Linked DNA regions of Mus musculus: all the other regions are linked to region 2. The links are chromatin contacts, called in public Micro-C and promoter capture Hi-C maps. All regions are on one chromosome and are shown on one strand. Each heading gives the region's core, a stretch centred on a gene start, on an enhancer-like site or on the middle of the called end of the contact. The rest is flanking DNA. Distances are from core to core; before and after follow the strand shown. Region 1 overlaps Elovl5 (ELOVL family member 5, elongation of long chain fatty acids (yeast)). Region 2 has its middle 6.3 kb from the start of Gm39375. Region 3 has its middle 25 kb from the start of Elovl5.

Evidence for each region. Promoter capture Hi-C pulls out the DNA fragments that hold promoters and counts their contacts. A called contact is a pair of places that touch in the nucleus more often than the background predicts.
Region 1: a Micro-C map of granulosa cells shows a contact between it and region 2, with 2.7 times the contacts expected there. The contact joins two enhancer-like sites. A contact is called at or near these places in 4 of 39 promoter capture datasets (liver, maxillary cranial neural crest and pre-B cells), 2 of 15 datasets of contacts at CTCF or cohesin (CD8 T cells and large pre-B cells), 31 of 484 Hi-C or Micro-C datasets (the 63-12 cell line, 8-cell embryo, the AML12 cell line and 23 more), 8 of 115 datasets of contacts at active chromatin or transcription factors (CD8 T cells, cardiomyocytes, differentiating embryonic stem cells and 2 more) and 2 of 9 other capture datasets (adipose tissue and liver).
Region 3: a promoter capture Hi-C map of liver shows a contact between it and region 2, with 3 times the contacts expected there. The contact joins two enhancer-like sites. A contact is called at or near these places in 10 of 39 promoter capture datasets (the HPC-7 cell line, HPC-7-derived erythroid cells, cranial neural crest and 6 more), 2 of 15 datasets of contacts at CTCF or cohesin (large pre-B cells and pro-B cells), 31 of 484 Hi-C or Micro-C datasets (B cells, CD4 T cells, CD8 T cells and 19 more) and 6 of 115 datasets of contacts at active chromatin or transcription factors (CD8 T cells, bone marrow-derived dendritic cells, bone marrow-derived macrophages and 2 more).

The regions. Positions count from the first base shown.
Region 1 is chr9:77,928,872-77,932,158 of GRCm38.p6, forward strand. The region is part of intron 1 of Elovl5 (ELOVL family member 5, elongation of long chain fatty acids (yeast)); the gene reads left to right. Among named protein-coding and RNA genes, the nearest start is that of Elovl5, 13 kb to the left of the region's middle. Within about 2 kb of position 1,425, at least 128 of the 459 cell types and tissues checked have an H3K27ac peak or open chromatin away from gene starts, as enhancers often do. A contact at or near this core is called in CD8 T cells, the CH12 cell line, adipose tissue and 2 more, where this site is marked.
Region 2 is chr9:78,004,818-78,008,196 of GRCm38.p6, forward strand. It overlaps a transcript of Gm34829 not described here. Among named protein-coding and RNA genes, the nearest start is that of Gm39375, 6.3 kb to the right of the region's middle. Within about 2 kb of position 2,029, at least 44 of the 459 cell types and tissues checked have an H3K27ac peak or open chromatin away from gene starts, as enhancers often do. A contact at or near this core is called in CD8 T cells, the CH12 cell line, adipose tissue and 3 more, where this site is marked.
Region 3 is chr9:77,890,866-77,894,251 of GRCm38.p6, forward strand. No RefSeq gene overlaps it. Among named protein-coding and RNA genes, the nearest start is that of Elovl5, 25 kb to the right of the region's middle. Within about 2 kb of position 1,771, at least 5 of the 459 cell types and tissues checked have an H3K27ac peak or open chromatin away from gene starts, as enhancers often do. A contact at or near this core is called in liver, where this site is marked.

The DNA.
Region 1 (3,287 bases), core at 175-2,674, 77 kb before region 2:
ACTAGCTACGAGAAGAGTAGTGAGGGCCTGCTGTGTGGGGGGCCTACTGTGTGGAGCACCTACTGGGTAGAGCGGCACGTGAGCCCTAAGTTGTATGATGTGAGTGAAACTGGGTGCCCCCAGGAAGTAGCAGTCATACTCAGAAATCCTGGAGAGCTGTAACAGCTCCAGCTGTAAGCAGCCTCAGTGTTTTTTTCAGAGTTGATTGATTTGATTATGTAATTATCAGTATTGAGGATTCTGCTTTGCATAAATATGTGGTACAAATTGGCAGAAGTTAATTTAGGACCACTTTGGAAATCCTTCCTAATCCCAAGCTAAACTTCATCCTGATTTTGTTTTGTTTGGTTGGTTTTGCTTTATTTTTTAGTGAAATCCAAGCTTGCAGCTTCAACGGCAGTTTTTAAAATTGAATATACTTAAAACCATATAGTATCAAAATACACTAGTTTGGTCCTTACATGCCAAGGAATGTCAGTAGGAAAATATTAAGTGTCTTTGTTTTCCATAAGTGAACTACTATGCTTCTCTCAAGGCAGAGCAGAAATGCAGAGCAGAAATGCAGTCTGTAGTGGACAGCAGCACTTAGGCTGAGCTCTGAGGTGTTTCAGCCGGCATTGGCTGGGGTAAGGCAGGTTGCCGTAGGCAGTGCAGTGTTCATACGTGAGGGGGCAGGGGGCAGGGGCTCAGGCAGACATGCCTTGGGTTCATTACGTGTTTGATGTGGAATTAATTTTTGGTCATTGTGCATTCAAGACTCTTTTACTGTTCCCAGCTTTGCATGTTGCTTTTTTCATGATTTCCAGTAACGTGACCTCTAGTTTAAAAAGTTGGGTCATGGAAAAACCTTAAGGAAAACCATAGAAAAACCTTGGTATGCGTCAGTCCCTTGACGTGTCTTGACTACAGTAGAGATGCGGTTAGCATGAAATGTGTGGGGCAGTTGCCATTGTCTGTGGCATCGTGTGATGTCGTGTGACATCGTGTGACATGTAGTTTCACGTAAATGTTTATAGAATAAGTGATTGCATATTGTGATCGCTGCCCCTCCCTTTCTTCCTAGTGTTTTTACCCTAAATTATTTTTTGTTGTAATTTACAATATAGTGCCCCCTCTTCCAAGTCTTTGAACCAATGTTTTATTGATTCCTCATTAAACCCAAAACTTTGGGCCAGGCTAAACTAAAAGCAAAAAACAGTATCAAGGCCATAAATACCACCATCTTTATGAGATCTCAATGATTCATTTGAAGACTTTACCAAGCCTGGTCGCACACACAGCAGTGCCTACTGACTCAGCTAGAAAACCGTGTCTTGTCTGCCTCCTGCAGCAGCTTCAGCCACGGTCTCTCTAGGGAGTAGAAGCTGGAGCCGCTGGGTTGGGTTTCGCTGAGTGTTCAGTAGCTTGACTCGTTCAGTCCTGAGTCGGCTTCACCCCTCCACCAGCCTGTCTGATTCCCCATTGCCCATGACTCTTGAGGGATGGAAGCATCCACTGAAGAAGGTCTGTGCCCGGAAGAGCTCCAGTCTTTGTTCCTCTGTTCTGCCACACTGACTCCCCACCCATCTTTCCAGTTTGGAGCTCAGTTTGTTATCTAGGAGAATGTGTTCACTGGCTCATCTATGTTAAGGGCCTTGGCTTTTCTGCCTGGGGTTGTGTGTGTGTGTGTGTGTGTGTGTGTGTGTGTGTGTGTGTTTTGGGAGGAGTTTTCCTTCCTCCCTCCTTGATCCGTCCCCTCCTACCCTGCAAGGTCTCACTATGTAACCTTGGTGGCTTTCCTGGAACTCTAGACCAGCCTGGCCTTGAACTTCACAGAGATGTCCTTGCCCGTGTCTCCCAGCTGCTGGGGTTAATGGTGTGCACAATCATGCCTGAGTCTCTCTCACTTTGTACAATTGCTCCCCTTCTATTTGGAGTCAGCCTGGACATTTACTTCCTGTAGTCTCTGTTGGTTATGCCTTCAGCCCATGCCTGGACCACTGTCTTCCACGTTTTGGCTACTGTCCAGCCTACCCGAGCTCTCAGGGTAGAATGCCATTCTCTCGGAAGCCTTCCCCCCTCCCCCATCTCCTGTACATGACACTCACTCTCAGTCCACCAGACTGTATTCTTGAGTTAGCTCATCACATAGACATCAGGTCCCACAGGAGCAGAGCTGTCCCTACCACGTGACAGCAGACCTCTGACCTCAAAACACTTCCCTTTCTCTCTGTCTCATAAGCCAGATGCATCCTCACTACCATCTAGTGCAGTGGTTTTCAACTTTCCAAATGCTGTGACCATTTTAATATAGTTCCTCATGTTGTGACAACCAACCAAAAAATTCATTTTGTTGCAACTTCATAACTGTAATTCTGCTACTATTATGAATTGTCATGTAAATATCTGATGTGCAGGATATCTGGTATTTGACACCTCCCACCCCATAGGGGTCACTACCCACAGGTTGAGAATCACTCACTGATCTAGCTCCTGCCTTCTTACACTACCTCCAGCTAGAGACAAACCGCCTAGTCCTTTCACAGAGACCAGAAATCACTAGAAAAAATAAGGTTACAGCTTAGCATGTGTGGTGAACAGACTGTCCGTGCACAGACCAATCACTGATGTTACGGGCCTTTTAGTCAGTAGTTTTGCAGGCTGCGTGGCTTTGTCTGTGGTCTGTGAAATCTAATGCCTCCATTTGAAGGCTGGCCTCACACCCCTGTCAGTGATGGGTTTTGCTCATGCTTGTGCCTCTCAAGTGATGGAAGAAAACGTGTCCTTGCTGGTGAAGGAGCTGACCCTGCTCTGTTTCCGATGCTACCTCTGTGTGTTTCTGCTTCCGTCCTCGCCTCATCCAGAGGCTCCAGGTCCCTTGCAGGTTCTCACCACCGACTCCTGCACCTGCACAGTTTTGCCTTTCTCGGTCACCCTGCCTGTCTCCATTCCCTGAAAGGCCTAGCTAGGCTTGTATTCTGTGGCAGCTTCCCTAAGCCTGGCAGCAGGAGCTGGGTGCCTGCCTTTGTACTCAGCCCTGCATAGGAAGACCCTGGTCCTGCGGCCCTTCCCTCCAATGTTGAGCCTATAAATGCAGCTGCTGCAGTGGGCCTGCCAAGGCCACTGGGGTCAGAGGCAAAAGCCTGTGTTGCTTAGATACCAGGCCACATCTGTGGCCTCACTTCTGATAACAGTAACCCTGATTTTAATAGGAGAGTAAGTAAGTGCAATCAAATTAGTAAGGTAGAGTAAAGATGGTTCTGCGGCTCGCTGCTTACTTTGTTCAGGTCGATGCAGGGTTTTCCCAG
Region 2 (3,379 bases), core at 779-3,278:
TAACATTCTGGGAGGTTCCAAAGCTCAGAGAACATTTCACATCTTAAGAAAAAAGGCTGGGTTTTTTTTCCCCCTATTTCCCCTGTGCCAGTGAGACATCCTCACGCAAATTCAAAATCAGCAAAAACCAGTTACCAGCCAAAGCCACCTTCCCGTTGTCCTTCACAAAGTCAGCTTGTTCCCCCAGATTTCTGATTCACCTTGGCTGCATCTGAAGATAAGCCCATATGACCTAGAGGCCAAGGAGAAGCAAAGAAGTTTATGTGCCTGCAGAAAATACATTTCTACAGTCAGGAGAATGTGGTGGCTTGAATAGGGATGACCCCTATAGACCGGTGTGTTTGAATGCTTGGCTATGGAGGGTGACACCATGAGGTGTGGCCTGTTGAAGGAGGTGTGTCACTGTGGAGGCTGGCTTTGAGGTCACATGTGTTCAAGCTATGCCCAGTGTGAGTTGGAGTCCAGCCTGGGATATGGGAAACTCCATCTCAAATCAAAAAGCAAAACCACTTTATAGCAAGAAAACCATTTTCCTGTGGTCCACAGAACTAAATAGGTGATTGATTATCATTTATGCTTCATATCTCATGTGACCGAGGGCCAGAGAAGAGGGGTTTAAAAGACTAGATCTTGGACTGGCTAGGGTGACTCAGTGGATCAGGGTGCTTGTCACCAGCTCAGACAACCTGATTTTGAACCCTAGGCCCCCATGGTGGAGGAATAGGACTTACTCCTGTGGGTTGTGCTCTGACTTCTGCATGTGTGCTGTGACATGCACACACCAGCACATGCACACACACATAAGTAACAAAAGCTTAAGAAAAGCTGGACCACTCTAGAGGGACATGTGTGCAGTACCTGCGGGGGCCAGAAGAGGGCATTAGACCCTTTGGAACTACAGTTATGGACGGTTGCAAGCTGCCCCGAAGATGCTGGGGAACTTGAATCTGGGTCCCTGCAAGAGCAGCCAGTGCTCTTAACCACTGAGCTATCTTTGTAGCCCAAGATATTATTTGGTAATAGTTTGTCTTAATGACACCATATCATATGCAAACTGATAGATAGATAGATAGATAGATAGATAGATAGATAGATGATAGATAGATAGATAGATAGATAGATAGATAGATAGATAGATAGTGTATTCATTTCTGGGTTTGAGATAGTCTAATAAACATCATATAGTCCAGTTATTTCTTTAGCTTACTGGTTTTTGTTTATTGTGACCACAAACGCAGTATGAGCATGGCTCTTCGAATTCCCTCCGTCTGCACCCTAAATTTGTCAGCCACCGAGGCCACCGAGTTTCACCTCTCTTACCTACCAGAGTGACTTTCCTCCCTTCAGAACCCAAGACCTTCATATCCTAACCATGCTTTGCATCAGAGTTCTAATTTTGCCAATCAGGAAGTTCATTAGCCTCACTGGGCTTGTTCAAGCTGCCTGTGTTCATATTCATATGTAAACTTGTATCATCTGACTTATAATAAGCCGTGTGTCTGGCAGGCGGCTTGTCCCCACAAACCCTGAAGGTGTCACTGCACAAGGTGCCAGGCTGTGTGAGGCTGACATTCCCTCTGCGCTCCCAGGATGAGCCAGCGCCGCAGTCTACTGAGTCAGGCGCACAGGCTGGAGACGGTCCGCTTGCTTCCCTGTCTCTCCGCTGTCCTCTTTCCATTCTTTGCAACTCAAGGGTTAGGAGGACAGGCAGTTAAGGCAGTTAACCTAGATGAAGCACAACAACCATGTAAGCGAATAGGTCCCAAACTGTTTAAACCACAAACAAGCTTATCACCTGCCCAAGTGACCCTGCCTTTGGAAATCTGTGCTGGTGGAACAGATAGCAGCCACCCACAGCGCAAGCCTCAACACACTGTCCTGGAATACTCCCGACCTTGAGCTGCCCTGGATACCCAAGAGAGCAAACCAACGCTATATTCCTAATGGCGCCTTGCCAATCCCCCAGCAAAGGCCTTGGAACTGAGCCTTAGCTACTGCCACCTCCGCACTTCACCAGGCTCGTGGGCTCCACCTTCTGGCCAGTGTTCCCCTGGCCTGGCCTGGCCTGTTCGTTGACGGTACAGGAGACTCTTAAGGGCAGCAATTTTGCTGAATTCCTCTGCTAGCCCGGGACAGTTTGGAATGGCACAGCCTGGACACAAGATGCTTCCCAGGGCTAGGTGGGTGGTGTCCAGAGACGCCGAGAACCCTCTAGGTAAACAGCATATCCACCCAAGGACGCTGGTCAGCCAAGACGGTGAAGTCCTGGAAGCATGCTCACTTGGGACCTTCCCCTAGCATCTGGTTCTTGCCTCTTGTATCGATCCTCAAATGGTCAATAAAATCACGGTCCCAAATCTATTCTTTTGATTGTTTGCTTGTTTTTGTTTGGTTGTTTGTTTGGGTTTTTTTTGTTGTTGTTGTTTGTTTTTTTGTTTTGTTTTGTTTTGTTTTTTGTTGTGTTTTTGTTTGTTTGTTTGTTTGTTTTTTGAGACAGGGTTTCTCTGTATAGCTCTGGCTGTCCTGGAACTCACTCTGTAGACCAGATCTATTCTTCCTTGGATGTAGATGTCGTGTTCCTTTTTCCTCAACTTAAACTCCAGATTCTCTGTGTGGCCACATCTCTGTGTGGAGCTTTTTGTATGCTCTGCCCCAGCCCTTCATGAAAATCAAGCAGATGAGGCTGGAAAGTTTCAATGGTCAAGTTCTTGAAGAAGTTCTGGGTTCACACATGCATAATAATAATAATAATAATAATAATAATAATAATAATAATAAACATGAATCTTTCTTGTTAAAAATCATTAAACCAAGTCTTTAAACCAGTTTAAGGAATGCTAATATATTGTTTTTCACACTGTGGTTTAAGTGTTTTAGTTCTGAGAGAAAAAGACTATGACTATCCCATAATACTTTACTGCTTGCTCTGGCTCCTTCACCTGGCTAAGCAGTGCTGCCTCTGGTAACTAGGGTGTGTATGCCTGTTGCAGTTTAGCTCTTTGCTTAGGATTTTTGTTTCTCTGCGTGTCTAGGTGCGTTTTGCCTGCGTAGATGACTGGGCACTGTGTGTGCATTGCCTGCGGAGGCCAGAAGAGAGTGTTTCATCTCTTGGAATTGAAGTTACAGACTCTGTAAGCCGCCATGTGGGTGCTGAGAACTGAACCTGGCTCCTCGGCCAGAGCAGCCAGTGATCTTACCCTCAGAGCCATCTCTCCAGCCCTCTTGTTTGGTTGGTTTTGGTTGGTTGGTTGGTTGGTTGGTTGGTTGGTTGGTTGGTTGGTTGATTGGTTGGTTGGTTCAGCTTGGGTTTTTGTTGTTGTTTGGGTTTATTTTATTTTATTTTTTTCTGTCAACCCTCTTTTTACTGTGTGCTTTACAT
Region 3 (3,386 bases), core at 521-3,020, 110 kb before region 2:
TTTCCTTAGCTGTACTGAAGCTCTTTAGTTTTTTGAGGTCCCCCTTATCAATTTTTGAAAATAAGAAGTAAACAGAAACTTCACAAGAAATTACATTAATGTCCACTAAACACATTTGAATACAGTGATATCCAATAAATACATCTTTAGTTGTTAGAGAAGTGAAAATTAAAACTATAATATTGCTGGAAATTCATATAGTTAAAGTTTAAATGACTGATATCCACCTATGATGGTTTGAATATGCTTGGCCCAGGGAGGGGCACTATTAGGAGGTGTGGCCTTGTTGGAATAGATGTGGCCTTACTAGAGGAAGGTGTCATTTTGGGCATAGGCTTTAAGACCCTCATCCTAGGTCGATAGAAGCCAGTCTTCTCCTGTTTGCCTTTGGAAGATGATGTAGAACTCTCAGCTCTTCCTATATCATGGCTGACTGGATGCTGCCATGTTCCTGACTTTACGATAATGGACTGAACCTCTGAACCTGTAAGTCAGCCAAGGTTAAATGTTGTCCTTATAAGAGTTGCCTTGGTCATGGTGTCTGTTCACAGCAGTAAAACTCTAAGACACCACCCAAGGTTAGCAAGAATATGAAGCAGACAGAACTTTTCATCCATGCTGGTAAGAATACAGAATGGTTTAACCACTTTGGCAAGCTAGCCATTTCTTAAAGAGTTAAGCACACATCTGTTGTATGACTCAGTAATACCAATTTTAGTGTTTATACAAAATAAATGAAAACATTCGCCCACAAAAAGCCTTGTGTAAGAAAGCTTATAGCAGTTTTATTCCTAATAGCCCCAAAGCTGGAAACAACCCAGGTGCCCATCAATAGAGCAGGAAAAATAAACTGATGTGCTCAGACAGTGGAATGCAATTAAGTAACGAAGGGAGCAACCCGCTTGCTCCCTCTTGCATGCAGAAACAGGAATGAATCCCCGAAGTCTATGCCAAGGGAAGAGAATGAGTTGCAAGAGTGTGAAGTTCTGCAGTGGGAGAAACCTGGTAAAATCAGAACAGTCATGGCTTCTAGAAGTGACCAAGCATGCCTACGTTCCCTGGGTGATGAAAACATGCCTACATCTTTTAAAATATAGAGTTAAAAGCATTTTAATAGCAATCTTACTGAGGCAGCAGGGAAGACAGGCACCAGCTACATGTTCTTGCATGCTGGGTCACTCAGAACATTTTAGTGAGGGTATGGGATCTACAAGAGAGAGAGAGAGAGAGAGAGAGAGAGAGAGAGAGAGAGAGAGAGAGAGAGAGAAGTTAGATACCATTCTGTTCCCCTGGATTAGAAATTTATTTTTAAAGAAAAGTCCAAATGTTTCTGTTGCCTGGAAATTTACAAAAGTTTCGTTTGTCATCCTATAGCTGCTGGACTAAGGGAGTATGCGCACTGACACTCTCTAACAACATCGCATCGCATCGTATTAAAGTCACACACATGTCAAAACAGAAAGGCTGCCAATGTTTGCTTCTGTCTCTCTTGTCTACTTGCAATCACATATTTAAGCTCCATTGATTGATCCTGTGGAGAAATGTTACCCAGTGTTCAGAACTATCAACCACTGGAATAAGGGAATTCTGTTTAGAACAGACTTTTTTTTTTTTTTTTGTCATGACGATTCTTAAACATGCCCTCCATGGACTAGAATTTCCGGAAAGCTGTAAGCTGTCTTGTCATATTCATCTCACATTTAGTGTGAGCAGTGCTCAGGTTAAAGTCTGCAGAGAGGTCAACTTCTGCTTTCGGACTGGACACACCACAGTCTGCAGTTCAGGATTTGGCTGGAGAAGCCATCAAAGGGCCAGGTGGCACAGTCCGGAAGTGTCTATATCAATTCTGTTGAGTAAAGGTTGCTCTGTAGGAAATAAAAAATGTGGCAACCAGGAAGAAAATCCCCAAGTTTTGAAAATTCTGATAAAGTTGGAATAAAATGGCACACCTCTCCAGGCAATGAATCAGACACTCATATCTTCCCTGTAAATCCTTCAGAGAAGTGCTACCCCTGGGGTGAAGTCCCTCATAGCCACCTTCTAAGTGGCCTGTCCTCCTAGTGAAGGAGCTATGGCACTGCTCCCCAAGCGGCCTTAATTTCTCACCACTGATGACACATAAATCATTGTTCTGATAAACAGCAGCACACACACAGACAGGATCCTCGTGTTGGGGGGTTGAGTGGAAGGGAGCAGGAGGGGTGGTGTTTAAGATGAAAACCTTTGATACACTTTAAATAAATGCTGGTTATAACAACGCTGGTCAATTCAAGGGTCAGGAGAGATGGCTCAGTGGTTGGAAGCACTGACTGCTCATCCAGAGGACCTGGGTTCAAGTCCCGGTGCCCACACGGCAGCTTGCAACAGTCTGTGACTCCATGATCTGATACCCTCACACAGACATACAAGCCGGCAAGCCACATAAAATTATAAAAAGTCAATATATAAAGTGTTTTCTTACGAAAAAAAAATAGTTATATGCTTAATTTAGTTTTTGCACTGAATTGTCTAAAGGATCAATTTTTAGGACTGTAATTATTGGGTTAATTTAAGTTTATGGGTATTGCCAAGCTGTTCTTTCAAAACTATTCAGCCTTAACCTTTCACTGTTTCAAAATCCTCTGACACATAAACACCTATCAAAGCTTTAATCAGTTGAATGGTTTTGAAATTTTTCTATTGCCATTTTTCTTCACATGCTACTCGTGAATAGCTTAAAGCTATAATGGTGGCTTAGAACAGGTATATGTTAATGTGTTCTGCAGTTTTAAAGTTTCCTCTTTGTAAAGAAAGGTGTGCTTCTTGTCATCATTACTAGTTTGTGGCTTATCATCTCTGATTACACATTGTAAATGTTTATATTTGTGTATATTCATTTAGAAACTAGCTACTGTTGCAAATGTTCCTATTCCTTGTGATTTAATTTTTTATTTTTTATTAGGTATTTTCTTCATTTACATTTCCAATGCTATCCCAAAAGTCCCCCATACCCTCTCCCCCCCTCCCCCACTTCTTGGCCCTGGCGTTCCCCTGTACTGAGGCATATAAAGTTTGCAAGACCGATGGGCCTCTCTTTCCACTGATGGCCAACTAGGCCATCTTCTGATACATATGCAGCTAGAAACACGAGCTCTGGGGGGGGGGTACTGGTTAGTTCATATTGTTGTTCCACCTATAGGGTTGCAGACCCCTTCAGCTCCTTGGGTACTTTCTCTAGCTCCTCCATTGGGAGCCCTGTGATCCATCCAATAGCTGACTGTGAGCATCCACTTCTGTGTTTGCTAGACCCCAGCATAGCCTCACAAGAGACAGCTCTATCAGGGTCCTTTCAGCAAAATCTTGCTAGTGTATGCAATGGTGTCAGCGTTTGGAAGCTGATTATGGGA